4 separate regions of the Sus scrofa genome follow, and regions 2, 3 and 4 are each linked to region 1. The links are chromatin contacts, called in public Hi-C and HiChIP or PLAC-seq maps. All regions are on one chromosome and are shown on one strand. Each heading gives the region's core, a stretch centred on a gene start, on an enhancer-like site or on the middle of the called end of the contact. The rest is flanking DNA. Distances are from core to core; before and after follow the strand shown.

What was found. A called contact is a pair of places that touch in the nucleus more often than the background predicts. HiChIP or PLAC-seq counts read pairs in DNA pulled down with a chosen protein or histone mark.
Region 2: a contact with region 1 is called in a Hi-C map of skeletal muscle, with 5 times the contacts expected there. The contact joins the promoter of KSR1 here to the promoter of NF1 in region 1. A contact is called at or near these places in 1 of 5 promoter capture datasets (liver), 7 of 47 Hi-C or Micro-C datasets (alveolar macrophages, embryonic fibroblasts, heart right ventricle and 3 more) and 2 of 2 datasets of contacts at active chromatin or transcription factors (alveolar macrophages and skeletal muscle).
Region 3: a contact with region 1 is called in an H3K27ac HiChIP or PLAC-seq map of alveolar macrophages. The contact joins the enhancer-like site here to the promoter of NF1 in region 1. A contact is called at or near these places in 1 of 5 promoter capture datasets (liver), 7 of 47 Hi-C or Micro-C datasets (alveolar macrophages, embryonic fibroblasts, heart right ventricle and 2 more) and 2 of 2 datasets of contacts at active chromatin or transcription factors (alveolar macrophages and skeletal muscle).
Region 4: a contact with region 1 is called in an H3K27ac HiChIP or PLAC-seq map of alveolar macrophages. The contact joins the promoter of WSB1 here to the promoter of NF1 in region 1. A contact is called at or near these places in 3 of 47 Hi-C or Micro-C datasets (embryonic fibroblasts, heart right ventricle and skeletal muscle) and 2 of 2 datasets of contacts at active chromatin or transcription factors (alveolar macrophages and skeletal muscle).

Annotation. Positions count from the first base shown.
Region 1 is chr12:43,751,410-43,756,565 of Sscrofa11.1, reverse strand. NF1 (neurofibromin) reads left to right here and starts at 2,361. Exons shown (of 59, transcript XM_021067460.1): 1 at 2,361-2,855. The coding sequence starts at 2,796.
Region 2 is chr12:43,924,228-43,929,383 of Sscrofa11.1, reverse strand. KSR1 (kinase suppressor of Ras 1) reads right to left here and starts at 2,162. Exons shown (of 19, transcript XM_021067472.1): 1 at 1,458-2,162.
Region 3 is chr12:43,907,356-43,912,511 of Sscrofa11.1, reverse strand. No RefSeq gene overlaps it. Among named protein-coding and RNA genes, the nearest start is that of KSR1, 17 kb to the left of the region's middle. Within about 2 kb of position 2,666, at least 32 of the 83 cell types and tissues checked have an H3K27ac peak or open chromatin away from gene starts, as enhancers often do. A contact at or near this core is called in alveolar macrophages, liver and retroperitoneal adipose tissue, where this site is marked.
Region 4 is chr12:43,882,374-43,887,529 of Sscrofa11.1, reverse strand. It overlaps WSB1 (WD repeat and SOCS box-containing protein 1), which reads right to left and starts at 2,415. Exons shown (of 9, transcript XM_021067462.1): 1 at 2,057-2,415. The coding sequence starts at 2,096.

The DNA of each region.
Region 1 (5,156 bases), core at 1,112-3,611:
TCCAGCTTCTCTTGAGGAACCAAGGAAGATCTAGCAACACTGTGTCAAGGTTCCTGCATGGCGGGAATTGAGGGTCAGCTGCCCTTTTACATGAGGGAATATACTCTATAGTTCACCCCAGTCTCTGCGTATGAACTTCTTTGGCATTTTTATTTAGAATTCCTGCTATACTATGCATGGTATATATAATAGGCATTTAGGCACTCGATATTGGTTCAGTGGAATTGAATACATTTAATTGGAGAGGAAGTTGGAGTGAGGTCTAGATCTCCAAGTGCAATGAGTGCCTTGGCACTCAGGGGAGGCACCAGGACAAGTGCTGATTGGGATAAATTAGTGTCATGCTGGCTGGAGCCTGAGTGAAATGAGACAAACAGAGGGAAAAGTGAAGTTTGGGTATCTTATGAGAGAGTTAGGGTGGGGAGTGGAAAAGGAAGCAGAGGGACTTTGGCAATGGAATGTCACTGAGGCAAGGGAGCCAAGGGTTCCGGCAGTTACATCTAGTCAAGCAAAGATGAGAGGAAAGGACAGGAAAAAAGCCATGCCAAAAGGAAAGTGATCAGGGACTTTCTCACCCTCAAGAGAAAAGGAAAGACAGATTGTGGGTCTCGAAGTTTAGCACTGAAATGCAAGCATTGGGATACTTCTGGGGAGTGTCTGAGAGCTTTTCTAGGGGTCCTAGTTGGGGAAGGCATATATGGGCATTGATTTAATATTCATCCTTTTCTTCCACACTCATCATTTCTGACATCATCTAAAAGAAATTAGTCAGTATTCATGTTGCATCCTTAAGGGATGTACAATAGAACCATCCAGACTCTGTTCTCCTGTTCTATTGGAATGAAATATTAATTAACTTAATATGTATTTTGGATAATTACCAGCTGGCAGATATTGGAAACTTCTCCCACAGATATGTTTTTCTGGATATGTGCTATTGGTTCCGGGATTTTTTTTTTTTTTGGTCTTTTTGCCTTTTCTAGGGCCGCTTCCATGGCATATGGAGGTTCCCAGGCTAGGGGTCCAGCCGGAGCTGTAGCCACCAGACTACGCTAGAGCCACAGCAACGCCAGATGAGCCGAGTCTGTGACCTACACCACAGCTCACGGCAATGCCGGATCCTTAACCCACTGAGCAAGGGCAGGGATCGAACCCACATCCTCATGGTTCCTAGTCGGATTCGTTAACCACTGCGCCATGACAGGAACTCCGGTTCGGGGATTTTTCTGTGACAAAATTAAAATTCTAGTTTCACTGTCTGCCTTGTCACCCAGTTAGTATCCTGCCATGTGGCCTAATGGGCTCTTAATTGGTATGTGCTCAGAATGTGTAAGCTCATTTTATCATTAGACTAAGTAAAATGTATGGAGGAAGATGGATTTAAAAATAACTCATTCCAAAGTTCAGTCGGATATAGATAGATCATCCATTGTTTGGATATAACTGTCTTCCTGGAAAACCTTAATGACCCAATTCCACATGAAATAATTTTAACTCTTGTATTGGGGGCTTAGGAAACACCTTTGTTTCAGAAGAGCCACAATCTGTCTCTATTGTCCTTGGGGTCAAACCACCTGGGTTTGCATCCTGACTCTGCTACCCACCAACCAACTCTGTGACTTTAGGCAAATCAAGGAACCTCTTGTGACCCAGCCTCATTAGATGAGGATAATGATACCTATTGGAAAGGCTCATTACATGAGATGATAAATGTGTTTAATTAATAATGTATGCGAAACCCTTAAAGGCTTTTTGAGGATGGTGAAACTTGAATCTTTCTGTTATCAACTGCGCAAAAGTTTTATTAACTTGGGTGCCTATGAGTTTAATAGAGGAAGTCCGGACTGGGATTCCGGAGTCTTGAGTTCTTTGACTGCCATATAGCACCGGGATTTAAGAGAACGTTAAAAAAAAACAACAAAAAACACCGAATCTCCTTTGGCTTTACTTTTTCCTGTTTCTCAGTAGGCTATAGTGGCTACGAAGGGCCTGGAAACCTAAGGTTGTGTGCCTTAGCTTTTGCGAGAGCTTAAGGCAGAGCACAGTCTCTCGCAAAATTAGCGGCAGAGACCTGCGTGCGAGAGAAATGCTAGCCCCGGGGCGCCTCTAACTTCCAACCCGGGGAGCAATCCAAACCCGGAGGCCGGCGGGGGAGGGGGATCTTGAGGTGGCGGTGGGATGGGAGCGGATGCTCCCCGGTCGGCTTGGACTCTCGCCAGCAGCAACCGGAGCCGGAGTCGAGTTGAGCCCAGCGGCGAAGAGGGACGCGCGCCTCCGGGCCCAGAGGAGTTAGGTGACGTCACCTCCAGGAGGACTCGCTTTTTCATTAATGAAACCGGCCGGCGCGGGCGCATGCGCGGCAGGCCCCCTTCCCTCTCGCTTCCCCCTCCCCTTTCCCAGCCGCGCTCTCAATCTCGAGCTCGCTCGCTCTCCCTCTCCCCGGGCCGTGGAAAGGATCCCACTTCCGGTGGGGTGTCATGGCGGCGTCTCGGACTGTGATGGCTGTGGGGAGACGGCGCTAGTGGGGAGAGCGACCAAGAGGCCCCCTCCCCTCCCCGGATCCCCCCTCCCCGCCCCCCCTCCCCCCAGCCTCTTCGCCAACGCCCCCTTCCCCTCTCCCCTTCCCGGTGGGGCGCAGGCCCCCCATCCCCACCCCCGTGGGAACGTTCGGAGCCTACACTCCTCAGACCCCCTCCTTGTCTCTCCCCTCACCTCAGCCCCCGCTCCCCGCCCTCTTCCCGGCCCTGGGCGCCGGCCGCCTGGTCCCTCCGCCGCCCCCCGGTCGCGGGGAGGACATGGCCGCGCACAGGCCGGTGGAATGGGTCCAGGCCGTGGTCAGCCGCTTCGACGAGCAGGTAACGGGCCCGTGGCAAGCGGGAGGTGGGAGCGGAGTGGGGGTGGGGACGGAGTGGGTGAGGGGAGGAAGGAGCGGCCGCCTCCCCCGCGGCTGCCTCGGGCTCCAGAGGAAAGGCTGGGGGGATAAGTGGGGGTGGCCTAGGGGGAGGTGCGGGGAAGAAGGGGACGGCTGGTGGCTCGGGCTCCCCTTCCCTCCTAAGTCGGGGGGGTGGGGCCTTTTCCCTCACCACCCCCCCGACCCTCCATCCTCTTTATCCCAGCCCTTCCGCTTGCTAATAGGGATGAGTGACCTGGGGGCGCTTTCTGGGGCTCTCCATCTGGATTTAATCATCCCCTCTTACTTTTTTTTTTTTCGTTGACGGAGCTGGGTAACATTTAGGGGTTTCCTCTTATTCAGTGGTCCTCCTAACTGGGGGAAAGTAGCTGAAGGAACCCCAAGGCCCGACCTGTGTACCCCCAATGGAAGAACAGTAACATCTCGCCCCTCCCCCAGTTTCTTTAGCTTCCTCTCTTGGAGGGGAAGACTGGAAGAAAGCAGGGAAAGCATAGGTTTTCTTACTTTCTGCTCCATCGTCTCAGCCCGCCCGGAGAGCTCCAAGTGCACACACACTGCACATCTTTTTGATGCCCTACGCGGGCGTCCCCCCAAATCCTGATGATACCAGGCTAGCTTTTACATTGCTTTTGGCAGTGGAAACCTTGGTTCTAGTTCCCCCCTCCCTCTGAAATATTTTCTTTTTTCCCCCTCTTCTTTGGTAGTTGCAGTCTCCACCTCCCACCCCACCCGCGTTTTTTGCCAGCGGTCTGAGAATGTGAATATTGCTTTCTGTAGTGGGAATCTTGGGGATTAAGGGGAGGAAAGTGAAAGGAAAGTGGGAAACTGCATCTGAGCCACTGACAACAGCAAGCAAAGACAGCTGGGAAGTGGTCCTGGAGCTGGTAATTCTGCTAGTGTTTTGTTTTTGTTTTTAGCTCTCACCTCTTGGTTGACGAGAACTTTCATTGAGAATATTTGAGATGGGAAAAAAAAAAGTTTCATAGTTTGGGGAGATGCCTTTTTATTCCCTTAGCTTCAAACTCTAAATCCTGGGGCTGATTGGAATGAATGCACCCATGGCCTTTTGTCAGTAGGATTTAGTTTAACTTTGTGTTGATGTATGTAGGTAGTTAGGGATGGTCTTAGGGGATGCTTTTTGCAGCTGCAGTTCTACCATGGGCTTCCTGTGATGAGGAACTGCTTAAGATTGAGTCAATCTATTTTGTTTACTGGATATAATCATAAGACTGATTATGAGCTGAATGGAGGTGGGAGGAGGGCTCCACTTTTACTTGATCCATAAACATTTTCTTGCAGTGTTTCTGAACTAACCAAAAAGTATTTAGGAATACGCAGAGGAATTGAGAAAAAATTTGAGAAGAAGCTACTGAGATAAAATAGAATTATGAAGCTGTCAGAGAATTGAAGGAGTTCTTTCACCCATCCTTCTGCTTCCAAACCAAAAAGTATCTAAACCACTGTGCTACTAGTCTATTTGAGGAAATGAAATGTTCCTGCATATATTGGATTGTAATATATAGAGCCTTAGATTTAGACCTTGATAGAAAAGACTTTCTCTGTGTAATTTTAAATCCTGAATAAGAATTTAAAAGGCATACAGAAGAAACCCAAAGCTGAACTGTATGGGCAGTATAATCTGGATGCAGGAATTTGAAGGATTCACACACTTGTTGTTTCCCATTTTTTTTTGTTTTGTTTTGGCCATGCCTGTGGCATATGAAATTTCCTGGGCCAGAGATCAAACCTGACTCACAGCAGCAACCCAAGTTTCTGACAATGCCAGGTCCTTAACCTGCTGCACCACAACAGAACTACTGCATTTTTTTTTTTTTTTTTTTTTCTTTTTTGGCCACACACGCAGCATATGGAATTTCCCCGGGGCCAGGGGTCCAGTTGGAGCTGCAGCTGCAGGCCTATGCCACAGCCATGGCAACACTGGTCTGAGCTGCATCTGTGACCTCTGCTGAAGCTTGCAGCAACACCAGATCATTAACTCAGTGAGTGAGGTCAGGGATCATACCTGAATCCTCATGGAGCCTATGTTGGGTTCTTAACCAGCTGAGCCACAACAGGAACTCCCCAATTTTTGTTTTAAGTAAAATTTTTTTCCTACCCCCTTCCAATTAATTTTTAAACTTTATTTCTTCACTACTTACCTGTTGATCTCTACACTTATCTACCACATAATGAAAAACATAGTTTTCTAAATTTTAAAAGAGGAATGATTTTGGTTGTAGGCCCA
Region 2 (5,156 bases), core at 913-3,412, 170 kb before region 1:
ATGAAGCCACCACACTGTCATAAAGCCACCATAGATTAACTGTGCTGATGCGCCTTCTGGTACATTCATGAAATTGTCCACTCCTGGGATTCCAATCCCCCATATCACCTTTTCCCCTTGCCCTACCCTTGAACTTAGGTTCTTCAAAAGTCTTTTCTTAGGACGACTTCTTCCCAAGAAGCCCTAGTGCAAAGAGACCCTCACGAATATTCCCCTCCAGAATGACAACTGGTGCAGCTACTACAGAAAACAGTATGAAGATTCCTTAAAAAACTAAAAATAGCGTCACCATATGATCCAGCATCCTACTCCTGGACATATATCCAGATAAAACTATAATTCAAAAAGATTCATGCACCCCTATGTACACAGCAGCATCGTTTACAGCAGCCAAGATATGGAAACAACCTAAATGTCCATCAACAGAGGAAGAGATATGACGATGTGGTGTGTATATACAATGGAATACTACCAGCCATTAAAAAGAATGAAATAATGCTATTTGCAGCAACGTGGATGGACCTCGAGAGTCTCGTACTAAGTCAGAAAAAGACAAATGCCATACGATATCGATTATATTGGAATCTTTTTTTTCCATTGTACCCACAGTATATGGGATTCCTCGGCTAGAGATGGAATCAGAGTCACAGCTGTGACCTATATCACACCTATACCAGATCCTTAACCCATTATGCCACAACCGGAATCCCTACAGAATCTAAAATATGATACACACACAAAAATGACACAAATGAACTTATCCACGAAACAGAAACAGACTCACAGACATAGAGAACAGATTTGTGGTTGCCGAGGGGAAGGAGGGGTAGAGAGGGGGAAATTGGGAAGTTGGGACTAGCAGATGCGAACTATTATATATAGAATGGATAAATGACAACGCCCTACTACACAGCACAGAGAACTACACTGAATATCCTGTGATAAACCATAATGGAAAAGAACGTGAAAAAGAATATATACACATATAACTCGATCACTTTGCTGTACAGCAAAAATGAATACAGCATCGTAAATAAACTATATCTCAATAAAATAAATTACAAAAAAGAAAAAAATCTTCCCCTTTAATCCTTCAGGCCTGCTCTGACAGGCCTAGATCCTAGAGTAAAATCAGCCTAGGCAATAGTAATGGCTAAAATTCACTCATTCATTCATTCATTCAATTCATTCAACAAGTATTTCCTGGGTTCCTAGTTTTCACCAGACAGTTTTCTAGATGTTAGAGATACAGCAGTGCCCAAAGAAAGACAACAGACAGAATCTCTGCCTTCATGGAGCCCAAATTCTGGAAGAGTCTCTAGTGCTTATCAGACGCCAAGCTCTGCTATAAGCATCTTCTGAGTCCGAACTCATTTAATCCTCACAATAACTCTGTACGTTATTATACACCCAGTTTACAGGTGAGGAAATTGAGGCAACAAGATAAGGTACCTTACCTGGTAATAATAATGACCATCATTTCCTGCGTCCTTTCGCCACGTCAGCCGTGGGGGGAAGGGGAGGTATTTTACTGGAATGAGTCTCCCTGCCTCCTGGGAGCCTGGAGGGAAAGCAGAGGAGAGAGGCACCCATCCAGAGGGGCCGGCACTGGGCGCAGAGGGACACCTCCTTGCAAAGCCAGTCAGCTGGGTGCTCAGTCCACGCTGGGGCTGGGTCACCACCCAGTAACTTCAGGCTCCACCTGGGAAGCAAGTGGAGCCCTCAGCTTCTGTAGCTTCCAGGGGGTGACACTGTTTCAGGGCCCAGAAATGATCCGAATCTGGGAAATATTATTGTCTGCAAACCTTGTACTGGAAACATCACGGGGGAGCAGGTTGGCAGCGAGGAGGGAAAAATTAATACCTGCGTGTCTGCAGGGAAAATCACGGGCCTGGGGGGCCCAGAGTGCTGAGTTCCAGTCCCGCGCCTCTCAGGATGGGCTGCTCTGCCTTGTCAAAACACACCCCTCTCCCAGGTCCGGATTTCCCCATCTGTGACCGTTCGGGGTCTGATTTCGGGCAGAGGGTAGGCAAGAGCAAGGTCAGAGGTCTTGTTCTGCTTCCCCTGCTCCTCATCAGCCAGGGAAGGGGGTCCCGGGGGTGGGGGTGGAGGGCGGCCAGGGAAGCGGGCTCCGGCTCTGCTCGCGCGTCCGGGGAAGGCGGGCTCGGCCGCCCCCTGCCGGCCGGGAAGCTCCCAGCGGCCCGAGATCCAGGTCTGCTGAGCTGGGCACTGGATTATGTCACTCGGGAGAAAGGAAATGAGTCATCACCCCCCGGGGGCCTTAGGGCGGCCGGGCCAGTGAGGAGTCGCGGCCACAGGAACCCGGGACAATGGCGGGAAGTGAGAGGAATGTGGGCCTGGCTGCAGCAGCGCGGGCCCCCTCCGTGACCCCTGACCCCAACCCAGCAGAAAGCCTCACACTCCGGGGGGGATAGCTGGGGGCGGGAGGGCAGTTGGAGGCAGCCGGGTGGGGTGGCTGGAGGACGATGGGGTAAAGCCATATGGGGGCGCCCCAACCTGAAGAACCGGCAGGTCATCTTTCCATCGGCCTAGCCCGGCCCCCTAGTGGCTCCCCATTGTCCCTGGAATAGTGCTCAAACTTGACGGAAGATCAGAATAATCCCATGGGCTGGTTAAAACCCAGATCTCCAGGCCCCCCACCAGAGTAGGTCAGGGCTGGGGCAACAGCAGTGCATTTTTAACAAACTCCTAGTAGCTGATGCTGAGGCAGGAGTCCTGGGACCACGACCCAAGCCACTTAGCTGGCCTATTGTTCTGTGTGTCCAGCCTCACCTCTCTCCACTTCCTACCTCCTGCACACATGCTCTAGCAAGACTCAACTACTTGCTCTTTGCTATTTCTTTCTTCTGTGTGTTTACACTGGCTGTTTCCTTTGATGGAAATACCTTCCCCTCATTTCACTGCTGCCCAAACTGGCTGACTTCTACCAACACTTAAAAATCTCCTCCATGATGTACATCAAAGGGCACAAATAACAGAGTGAAGAGGCCGCCCACAGGTCAGGAGAAAATACTTGCAAACTCTACACGATAAGGGGTCGCTATCCAGAATATATAAAGAACTCCTATGAACCAACAACCAAAAAACACGCCACAGGATTTTTAAACGGGCAAAGGATTTGAATAGACATTTCTCCAAAGAAGATCCAGGAATGGCCCATAAGCCCAAGAAAACATACCCGATATCGCTAATCTTTAAAGAAATGCAAATCAAAACCGCAATGAGATACCACTTCACCCATTAGGATAGCTATTATGGAACACCAAGTCATCTGAAGTGTTGAAAAGGATGTGGAGAAACTGGAACACTTGTGCACTGTTGGCGGGGACGCAAAATGGTGTGGCTGCTGTCAAAAACAGTATATGGTGGTTGCTCAAAATGAGGAATATGATCCAGTGATTCTATTTCTGCATATATACCAGAAAGAATTGAAAGCAGATACTTGAAGAGATATTTGTACTCCCATGTTCATAGCAGCTTTATTCACAGCAGCTAAAAGGCAGAAGAAATCCAAGTATCGATTGACTGAAAGGATAACAAAATGTGGAGTATAAATACAATGGAATATTATTTAGACTTAAAAAGGAAGGAAATTCTGCAGTTCCCACTGTGGCGGATCCAGCCTTGCAGCAGCTGTGGCATAGGTCACAGCTGCAGTTTGGATTTGATCCCTGGCCTGGGAACTTTCACATGCTTAGGGTGCTGCCCCCCCCCAAAAAAAAGGAAGGAAATTCTGACACATAATACAACATAGACGAACCTTGAAGACATGAAGCTAAGTGAAATAAGCCAGTCACCAAAGGACAAAAATGATAAGTTTCCACTCATAGGAGGTACCGAGGCAGTCAAATTTTAGAGGCAAAAGAATTGCCAGGGGCAGAGTGGGGAAGGGGAGGTTGGGGAGTTACTGTCTAATGGGTAGTTTCAGTTTTTCAAGTTGAAGCATTCTGGGGACGGATGGTAGTGACAGTTGCACAGCAGGGTGAGTGTACTTAGAGCCACTGAACTGTACACTTAAAAATGGCTATGACGATAAATTTTAGGTCATGTGTATTTCACCATAATTAAAATTGGAATTTAATTAAAATTAAAACAGTCTCCCTGGCAGCCTCTGAGTGCCTGCTTCCCTTCCCCTTCCAGAAAAGATCAGGCCTTCTTATTTGCTCCCAACATACCTAATACCTCCAGGAAAGCACGTGTCACACACTGCAGAGGTTTTGGCATTTATTTTTGTTCACACATTTATTGTTAAATGGACAGTGGGCTCCTTGAGGGTGGAAAACCGCTCAATTCTTTGCCCTCCGCACATAAAAAAGTGAGGTGAAGAGTTCCATCTGTGGTGGGGTGGGTTAAGAATCCGACTGCAGCAACTTGGGTCACTACTAAGGCACAGGTTCAATCCCCAACACAGAACAGTGGGTTAAGGGATCAGGCATTGCAGCAGCTGTAGTGTAGGCCACAGCTGCAGCTCAGATTCAACCCTGGCTGGGGAACTTCCATATGCTGTGGGTATAGTCATAAATTTTAAAAAAAAATGAGGCGAGAATTTAGTAAAGCTTTGACCCACAAATGGATGAGGGATGAAGGTCAAGGATGAGTGGATGTGTAGGTGGGTGGATGTGTAGGTGGATGGACGAATTAACAAACGTGTGGGTAGATGGATAGCTGAGCCCAAAGGGTAAAGCGGCCCACCCCTGCAATCACTCTGGCATTTTGCAATGGAATGGGAGCCTGTCCCGAGGGACCTGGCACTGTGGGGTCGACAGCTCAGACACTTTTCCAAATCTGGACATGAGTTTTGAGCAGAAGCCCTTAGCCAGGGATTCCCACACACACCCTTTGGCAAATGTCATGATAAAACTGAATGAGTCCTGAGACCTGCATTCTTTTCCCTGCTCTGCACTTGCTCCATGACCTTGACCAAACAGCTCACTCTGTCCTGGGCCTCTACGTCCCCATCTATAAAGTGGGAAAAGGGCAAGGAGCTAAGGTTTTGCCTGGCTCTAAATCTCATCTTTTTTTTCTCTTTAATCCATTTTTTAAAGTTAGTGATGAAATATTTTCAATCAAAAGTACAAAAAATACTATAACAGACTTGCCCACACAGATTTAACAAATGTTAACGTTTGCTATAT
Region 3 (5,156 bases), core at 1,417-3,916, 160 kb before region 1:
TTATTTTATTTTATTTATTTGCTTTTTATGGCTGCACCCGGGACATATGGAGGTTCCCAGGCTAGGGATCCAACTGGCTATAGCTGCCGCCCTACAGCAACGCAGGATTAGAGCCGCGTCTGCAACCTACACCACAGCTCACCGCAACGTCAGATCCTTAATTCCCTGAGGGAGGCCAGGGATCGAATCGCAACTTCATGGTTCCCAGTTGGATTCGTTTCACTATGACTGGATCTTCCGGAACTCCCCCCAAAGCTTTCTTGATCTCTCCCTTCAATCTTTCAGTCACTGAAAGTCTTCTGTCTCACGGCGCTTGCTCTGCCCATGGGCAGGCACTACTGCTAAGGAGCAAGCCTGGCGATGCGTACCTGCTCTGCAGAAGGGGACCAGAGAGTGTGCTTTGAAGTGGAAGAGGCAGCGGGGTAGGGAGGGCACGGGAAGGACAGCAACACCGCCCCACATGGTTTCCCAGCATCCTCCTGGTTTCCCGGCAGCCTCCGTGCTTTCCCAGCGGCCTCCGTGCGCTCTGGCACTCTGCCCCTCCTGTGGAGGGTCCCGGTTGCTGTGGGGACTCCTGGGGAGTGAAAGCAAACAGCCCCTCACTTTCCCAGTCTGGGCTCTTCTGCCGACTTCACCTTATCTTGATAAGTTGAGTGGAGTAAAATTTAAAAGGTTTGAACCAGATCAGTGGTCTTCAGCTGGGAACATACTTCTGTGCGGCCTGTGGTAACTGAAGAAAAAAATGCACAACTTAAAAGTTGAGACTTATGTTCTTTCGCGGACATTCTGAGGACTCGAGCCGCGGAGGCCGTCTCTCAGAGCACTCGGAGGGCCGGCTCCTGAGAGGTAAGGAGGAAGCCAAGGAATACGGGCGGTTTTGCCACAAAGACCAGGTAGTCGGAACTTCAAAAGATTGCTGTTGGAGTTTCCGTCATGGCTCAGCGGAAAACGAATCTGACTAGTATCCGTGAGGACTCAGGTTCGATCTCTGGCCTTGCTCAGTGGGTTAAGGATCAGCCGTTGCAGAGAGCTGTGGTGTAGGTCGCAGACGCGGCTAGTATCCCGCTTGGCTGTGGCTGTGGCCGTGGCCGTGGCCGTGGCTGTGGCCGGCAGCTACAGCTCCCATTAGACCCCTAGCCTGGAAACCTCCCCATGCCGTGGATGCAGCCCTAAAAAAAAAAAAAAAAAAAAAAAAAAGTTTGCTGTTAATTAAAGAAAGGAGTTTAGAGCTTTACTCTCTTTCCCTTCCTTTTCTTTTTAGCTAAAAAAAAAAAAACAAAGAAAAAAGGAAAATAAACACTTATATTGTGCGATATGCCGGGCCCCATTCTGGTCTTAGTTCTTCTAATTCTCATCACAACCCTCTGAGGATGTAAACTCCTATTATCTACATTTTACAGCCAAACTGAGGCACAGAGAGCCTCGGTTCCTGCCTGAGGTCCCACAGCTAGTTAGAGAGATCAGGGGTATCCACCCTGGCAGTTTGGCTGCAGGCTTTGCTGTCAGCCAGCTGGGTTGCTTCCAGTGATAAACTCAGCAAAAAAGGCCCTGAATAGCGATCATGCCTGTGGCCCATTATAGCAATTATGAGGTCTTTTTCCTTAGCTGTTTAATTTTGCAGGTTTGTTTTTGTCTGCTTTTTATTTTTTAAAATTTAATCTATTTATTTTTTAGGGCCACACCTGGGGCACATGGAAGTTCCCAGGCTAGGGGTCCAATTGGAGCTACAGCTGCCAGCCTCCACCACAGCCACAGCAATGCGGGATCCTTAACCCACTGAGTGAGGCCAGGGATTGAACCTGCATCCTCATGGATCCCAGTCGGGTTCATTAACCATTGACCCACGAAGGGAACTCCTGCTTTTTATTTTTATTTTTATTTTTTGCCATGCCCACAGCATGTTGAAGTTCCCCAGGCCAGGGATTGAACCCACATCACAGCAGTGACAACACCAGGTCCTTAACCACTAGGCCACCAGGGAGCTCCCTTGTCTGTTTTTTAGACTGGGATTTTTTGAGGGCAGGAGCTGTGTCTTGGTTTCCCCAGTGCCAGCATGGTCTGGCATATGGCAAATGCTGAAGACACACTGAGTGAGTGAATGAGTAAAAGAATCCAAGAAGGAAGGCAGGAATGAATGAATGAGTGTGTGGTTGACAGGTGCTGAGATAGAGGGAGGCACAGGATGTCAAGGAAGCCATGATGGACAGCCACTGCTTGGGCAGAGGCAGGAATCAGGCCTGACAGGGACTATCAGTCTCTTATTTTTTTGTCTTTTTAGGGCTGCACCGACGGCATATGGAGGTTCCCAGCTAAGAGTCAAATTGGAGCCACAGCTGCCAGCCTACACCACAGCCACAGCAACGCCAGAATGGAGCCTGGTTTGTGACCTACACCACAGCTCACGGCAATGCCGGATCTTTAACCCACTGAGTGAGGCCATGGATCAAACCCTTGTCCTCGTGAATAATAGTGGGGTTACCACTGAGCCATAACAGCAACTCCTATCAGTCTCTTCTGATAGTCCCTGCCCATAGCCTGAGTATCTGGGGCCGCAGCCTCCCCTCTTACTCCCACACCCCGACCCACAGACTCTCTGCCTTCCCCTCCAGTGAAAGGAGGCTCCTCCCTGGGCTCCAGGGCTTGTGTCTTGGGGGGCAGGCAGCCAAGTTCCACTTCTCTGCCTGTGGTCCCAACCCTCCCAGATCATCTGACTGCTCACTGGAGGCCCACAGTGGGGTGTGGCTGCGTTTAAGACCTTTGGCATTTCTTTTAGGAAAACAAAACAAAACTAAAGTAAAAACAAAGTTCCCGCTGTGGCAGGATGGGTTAAAGATCCAGCGCTGCTGCAGCTGGGACAAAGGTCACAGATGCGGCTCAGATTCAGTCCCTGGCCCAAGAAAGAAAGAAAGAAGGACGGAAGGAAGGGGAAAAAACCTAAAAACCAAACCGTCGCAGAACACACTAAAAAATTCTCTCATTTGCCTCCTGGGGGAAGGGGATGATCATAAACACCCAAGGTCCCTACTGCTGTGGACGTGTGCTCTTTTAGGCATAATAATAAAAGACTAGGCCCCACACTAAATGCTTTTGGGGCTTGCTCTCAATTAATCCCAATAATCCTGGGTTTAGGTACTACAATGAGTCTAATTTCACAGATTGGGAAAAGGAGGTTCAGAGAGGCTAAGGGACTTGCCCCAGGTTACACAACTACAGAGTACTTAATGCAAAGATTGCAAGTTATTTCTCGACTCTGAAGCTTATGATCTTATAGGTATCTAACCAGACTCTTCCTTGGCCTTGTCTGAGGATATGTCAATGTCCGTGGCCTTTCAGTAATTTTTTGTGCCAAAAACAGGCCAAAGTGAACCACTTTCTATAGAAAAGTCCCGGATGGACACTCCACATCTCTCTCTCTCTGCCCTCTCCCCTACGCCCTCAGTTGCAAAATGAGATACCATGCATGGGATCTTCTATGTTATTTCTGGGAGAAGGAATAGTATGCATTGTCATTTTTGTATTTTTTCCATATAGCTTGACTTTAAGAAATCATGAGCATTTATCTTTCAAAACAATGAAGTCATGAAGACATTACTTTAAAAATATGTGTGGAGGGAGTTCTTGTCGTGGCTCAGTGGTTAAAAAAACCCACCATTATCCACGAGGACTTGGGTTTGATCCCTGGCCTTGCTCAGTGGATTAAGGATCTGGTGTTGCCGTGAACTGTGGTGTAGGTCACAGACACAGCTCAGAGCTGCTGTGGCTGTGGCGTAGGCTGGCAGCTGTAGCTCCAATTCGACCCCCTAACCTGGCAAACTCCATACACCATGGGTGTGGCCCTAAAAAGACCAAAACATTTTTTTAATTAAAAATAAATATATGTGATTAACCTATTTTGCTCTGCCTGCCTGAAAGCTCAAAATTGAACTTTGTGCTCAATTGCATATTGAGTGTTTTTACCATTTCCCCCCACTCAGGGCCTGGAGTCAGAAAGCCTGGGTCTGAATCCTGACTCTGCCATTTACTATCAGTTTTGGTAAGTTAGTGAACCTCTCTATACTTTAGTTTCTTGATTTATAAAGGGGGGGGGGTGAGAATATCTGCTTCATTAGGTTATGGTGATTAAATTATACTGGTTACTCATCTAGGACAATGCTTGGATCATAGTAAAAGTCTATAAATGTTAGCTATTTTGCGATTTTATTAGATTTTCATTGACTGAATTTCATTGTCAAGCCATTTTTCAGGAAGGGCTCATGGATCCCTTCACTTCCCTATGTCTCACCCTTCAGTTACCATCTGTTTTTGGTGTCTTCTACTCCTGACATTTCTATAACACCCCATGGGACCTTTTAATTGTATATAAATTCCACTGTTTTGTGTTTCATCAAACCCTGGATGCCACTGATTGTAATCTGTACCATTAGTATGTCCACTTAAGAAAGAAAATTTTTGAAGACAGGATTGATTCTAAAATACATCCCACTTCCAGAGATGTTCGAAAGTGGAGGGATAGAAGTATAGTTTTTAATCCATGAATATGGTAAGAATGATCTGATCCTTTATTCTTGACTTGGGCGCTCCTTGGCTGGGAACTGTCTCTGTTCCTTCGGTGGCATCAGTATCAGTTGACTGGGTAACTCTTCCACCTGGCCCAGTGCCACCTTGGGTCAGTTCCAGGCAAGCCCATCTAAGCTTGTCCACACACACAGCTGGTGTAAAGGGCTTAGGTTTCCCCTGGATGTGGCAGTTTGTAACCTGACCTGATGTTCATCTTTAAAGCCAGTGGCTCTGAGGTCAGCTGACTTTCTCACCTTCAGTGACTGCTTTGGGGCTTCCTGCTTCAGCTTAAGTTGAATCGTTTGAGATAAGTTCCTAAGGAGAGTCATGTGGAGGGAAAAACAAATGGAATATCCAGTGTAATTTTCCCAGGCATTGGGCAAAGGACAGGGCTTAAGTCATTTTTTTTCTGTGTGGGTTTCAATCCCCAAATATTTGGAGTCATTCCTTCTAGTTACAAGATACAGTGAAAGGAGAAGTGTGTTGGGAAAGGTTGAACCTGACCTCAGGGCTAGCCCCGTGGCATGGGCAGACTCACAAAGGGACTAACTTGGGAGTCTGAGGTTGACTGAGTGCCTTTCCTAAAGTCTAGCACCCAT
Region 4 (5,156 bases), core at 1,166-3,665, 130 kb before region 1:
ATTGGACATGAGGACTTCCTGCTGTGGCGCAGCAGGCTAAGAATCCAACTTCAGCAGCTCAGGTCACTGTGGAGGTGCAGGTTTGATCCCAAGGCCCTGGAGCAGTGGGTTAAAGGATCTCACGTTGCTACAGCTGCAGGTCAGATTCAATCCCTGGACTTCCACATGCCACAGGTGTGACATAAAAACAAACAAAAAAACTGGACATGAATTTTGTTTTCTGTTTAAAACTGTTACTAAAACCAGGATCAGGGAATTCATCGTGGCACATCGGAAAAGAATCCAACTAGGAACCACGAGGTTGCGGGCTCTATCCCTGGCCCCGCTCAGTGGGTAAGGATCCAGCATTGCCATAAGCTGTAGTGTAGGTCGCAGACAGGCTCGGATCCTGCGTTGCTGTGGTGGAGGCCTGGAGGCCGGCAGCTGTAGCTCCGATTAGACCCCTAGCCTGGGAACCTCCATATGCTTCAGGTGCAGCCCTGAACAGCAAAAAAAACCCCCAAAAAACAGCGTCGGGAGTTCCTGTTGTGGCTCAGCAGAAATGAACATGAGGATACAGGTTCAAACCCTGGCTCCACTTAGTGGGTTAAAGCATCTGTTGCTGCTGTGAGCTGTGGTGTAGGTCACAGACAAGGCTGGGATCTGGCATGGCTGTGGCATAGGCTGGCAGCTGTAGCTCCAGTTTGACTCCTAGCCTGGGAACTTCCATATGCTGCAGGTGTGGCCCTAAAAAGCAAAAAAGCCAAACAAAAAACAACCCAGGGTTAAAGCCCCCTCCTAACTTGCCATCCAACTGTATCCCTAAGAGGACAAAAGTCCAGAATTCTAAGATAGCTGTCTCTAAATATAAGAATTTACCAACATACAGTATAGGGGGCCTTTTAGCTATTGTTTCTCCCTTTCTCTGGAAATACCTCCTGCCAGTGTTTAATAAAGGCATACATTTAGTTGAAGAATAAGGAAATGCAAAGGCTCTCAGCTCAGTAGCTACCTCCAATTTTCATTTATTTAACAGCGGTAATTTCAGTGCTGGGCTTTGAGAAAGGGTGGGGAGATGCTAAATCTATTTTAATAAAAACTGCATATATTTAAATAAGGTGTATAACTTGACTTGCTAAGTTTAAATGTTTAGTAACACATCAATCAATGATTAGCACCCCCAACTTCCCCCAAAGTTGTTCCAGTTATTTCACCTTGTGAGAGGACTTAAAAAAATGTGAGGTGTTTTCCACTGAGCCACTGGGTACGTCCTGACACAGGACCGCCAACATCTATCAGCCGGTTTTCAGCTCGGCAGGGCTGGCCGCTAAGCGTTTCTAGACAGCCTTTTCAAGAGTTTGCTCCTCCGTAGATGAGCTTTTCTTCGGTCACTCCACCCAACCACCCTGCTCCTCCCAACTCTTAAGTGCACGAAAGATAACTGAGACTCCTCCCCTGAGCCGCCTGCTGCCTTTCTTAACGCCACACCAATTAAAAAAAAAAAAAAAAAATATATATATATATTGCTTTTTCCAGGCTGAAGGCAGCTCTTCGGCTGCACTTCCCCTTATAGTGATTGGTATACACGAAGACCCATCCTTTCATAACAGCTCAGAACACACAAGTGTACTTTTCCCCACTGGAAACTTGTAAGCGTCCCGAAGACTTACCCAGCCCGCTCCGGCCCACTCCAGGCCCCAACCCCCGAGCCAAGAGAATCCCTGCAGAACAGCCCTGCGCAGACCTCCGATGAGACAGCTAGGATCCCCACGAGTGTGTATCCATCCCGGGCCACATGATCACTACAGCCCTCCACTCGGCGCCCAGAATCTCTTTGCCTCTAAGATCCGCGCACTGCCTTCCGCCGTGCCCGGCGCACAGTAGGCGCGGCATCAAGGCTGAACCCATTTACCCTCAACGACACCCACTCACAGGGCCGCTTCTTCCCTCTGCGCTCTAAGGCTTGGCTCAGGCTCACTCCACTTCCTCAGACTCAGAGCCTCCTCGGGAGAGTCCCTGCCTCTCCTAAACTCCCGCGGGCTCACCGGCACCCCTCGCCCATCGTCCCATTCCTCACCGATCTCTTTCTCGTTGACCCTCGGGGGAAAGCTGGCCATCTATGGGGTACCGTCCGATTCCGGGGAAGCGATGCGGACGCAACGACAGAGAAGGGAAGGTTGAGCGCCGAGGGGCGTGACGCGGTCTGGGTCCCTCCCGGTCCCAGGGACGGAGGGGAGGGGCGGGGCGGTCGCGGCGGCTTCTGCCGACTGCCCCGGGAAAGCTCCGGAGGCCTCGGACCAAACTACGGCGTGAAACACAAACAATAGCCCCTGCTCCCTGCCTCACGCCCACGGAGTCAGACACTTCCCTCTACGCCGCGGACAGCAAACGAGACACTGGAGACAAAATGGCGGTCGGCGCGGTTAATATCAGGGATGCGGGGCGGGGTCTGGTGACGTAAAAGCGCTATGCCCCGCCTCCCGACGTTCGGGACGTGACGGCCAAGGCTTGGTGCCCCGCCCTCCCGCCGGGTGCTCTAGGGCGTTGTCCTGGGGACTGGACCTGGGAGCCGGAAGAGGGCGGGGGCGGTAGAGGAGGGGTGCGACCCCAGTCCAGGCCCAAACGCCGGGCTGGAGCCTACTGACTGCTTTTAACTGCGTCTCTTTTTTCGGCCGGGGGCCCAGCATGGTGTTTATAACTTGAAGCGCCTTTAAAAAGGCAAATAGAGAATTGTGTAATACACGTTAGCCCACAGTGTAAAGATTGCGTGGCATTTAAGCTGACTGAACTGAAAAGAACAAAAAAAGGCATTCCAGACTTCAATTCTATTTGGCCTCTTCCCCGGCCCTCAAATGGCAGGGAACTGGGGGTGGCACTGTTGAAAACAATGAGATGACATCGCTCTGTACCACATGTCCGGCCGTGAGCGTTCTTATGAGAGCTAGCAGATTTTTGGAAGGGCCGAAGTGACCCGGCTTGAGGAAGGGGGAGACCTGGGCTGGATGGTGTCCTGCCCCACCACAAGGCCTCCTGGGGCTGCCTTCGTCCTGGCTAATCCCTGCAGCCGGCCTGCCCGGAGGCTGCAGCGAGGCTGGCGGTCGGCTGTGTCCTGACCACTAGCCGAGGCAGATCCCACCGTGTCTGCTTAGAAGCGGCCCATTCTGCAAGGCTGCTTTCCAAGGTCTAGGCCTCTGGGAGGCAGCTAGCTATTTACACTGCAGTGCTGATAAATGTGTGTGTATCTGCCAAAAGCCAAGTTGGTTCCATTCAAAGACGATATCTTTGCATTTTAATGGGTTCTTCTGTGGGCATTAAACCTAGTTCCAAAGGAAGACGTCTAAGGCTGGGAATTTCAAATATGCAACAGACACCAATGGGAGAGGAGTTGTGCCTAGCCAGACTCTTTCGAGAGATCTCAAATGACAGCACCTACAGCATGACTTCTTCATCTTTTTCTTTGCATAAGGATAAGTCTTCCAATAGTGAAATATTTAATAACAGGTACAAGAAATCATCCCCCTCTCCTTTTTTTTTTGTCACATACAGTCAACATATTTATTGATGGCTTACTTTGTGCCATACACTGAGGCTAGTTGTCAAATATCTAGAGTAGAACAAAAGAAAATAGTGCAGTCTAGTATCTTCAATAGCAACATTTCTATCAGTCCCTGTTGATTCTTTAAACCAACTGCTATTTCCTCTCTTCACATGTACTGTATCTACTGTTACAAAGTCATGGGAAATACCAGTTCTTTAAGTGCCTGCATTGTTTTGGTGGCTTTTTCATACAATTGTTTAATTCCATTGTAATTTATTACTGCTAGCCAACAGACTTCCAGACCATTTCTCAACTGGCAAAGTATGACAATGGAATGAAAAATAATTTTAATGATTTATGTACTCATTAGTGATACTGTCTAATATTTATTGGGTCAGGTACTGTGCCATATAAGGGCTTCTGTGGATTAACCCATTTAATATCCACGCCAGTATGAGTAGTGTATTCATTACTCATGTTTTACAGACAATTAGTAACTTTAAAGTAGTCACAGAGTTGCTGAGTGACAAGGTGTTTGATTTCAACCCAAGCTTGTTTGACTGCCCTGTCCCACTTCCAAGCTGCCTTGTCTCTCAGAAATGAAGCCTAGCTTGAGAAGCAAATATATACCTAGCACTTCACATCCGTGTTTGCTGTGTTAATATCAAACCTGTATATCCCATAAAGTTGAGATTCTCTGTCGTTTTCCACAACTTTTTTCTTTTCCTCGCTCTCCCTAGGTTATGACAACCTCTCTTTGGGGTTTAACTACCAGCTTTATGTGAAGACTCTCAAGTCCAGAACTGACTTCTTTCTTGAGCTTCAAGTTTGCATGTTCAAATACTTATAATAAAGCTGAACATGTCAAGACTGAAAACATCATCTTCTCTCTGAAAGCTGCTCTGTCTTTTATAGTCCTTACCTTAGTGATCGCGTCCATCCAGTCACCCAAGCCAGAAACTGGAGTGTTTTCATTTTATTTTTTTTTTTAGATTTTTGTCTTTTTAGGCCTACACCTGCAGCATATGGAGGTTCCCAGGCTAGGGGTCCAATTGGAGCTGTAGCTGCCGACCATGGCCACAGCAAGGCGGGATCTGAGCCGCGTCTGCGACCTATACCACAGCTCACAGCAAGGCCAGATCCTTAACCCACTGAGTGAGGCCAGGGATCAAATCTGAGTCCTCATGGACTCAAATTCTTTTCCGATGAGCCACAATGGGAACTCTGCTGGAGTGTTTTTAGATTCTTCTCCCTTTCCTTCAACCCCATATGGCATCAATCAATCCACAAGCCTTGCCCGTATTTTCTCTTAAACTGTTCTGGAGTCTGTCCTCTCTTTTCCAGCTCAGCTGCCACTGTCTTAGTTCAAGAGTTTGTCCTGTTCATCTCTTTTTTTTCTTTTTCTTTTTTTGGTCTTTTCTGGGGCTGCTTCCCGTGGCACATGGAGGTTCTCAGGCTAGGGGTCGAATCGGAGCTGTGGCGGCTGGCCTACACCACAGCCACAGCAACACGGGATCCTAGCCACGTCTGCGACCTGCACTACAGCTCACGGCAACGCCAGATCCTTAACCCTCTGAGTGACGCCAGGGATCGAACCCGAAACCTCATGGTTCCCAGTCGGATTCATCAACCACTGCAC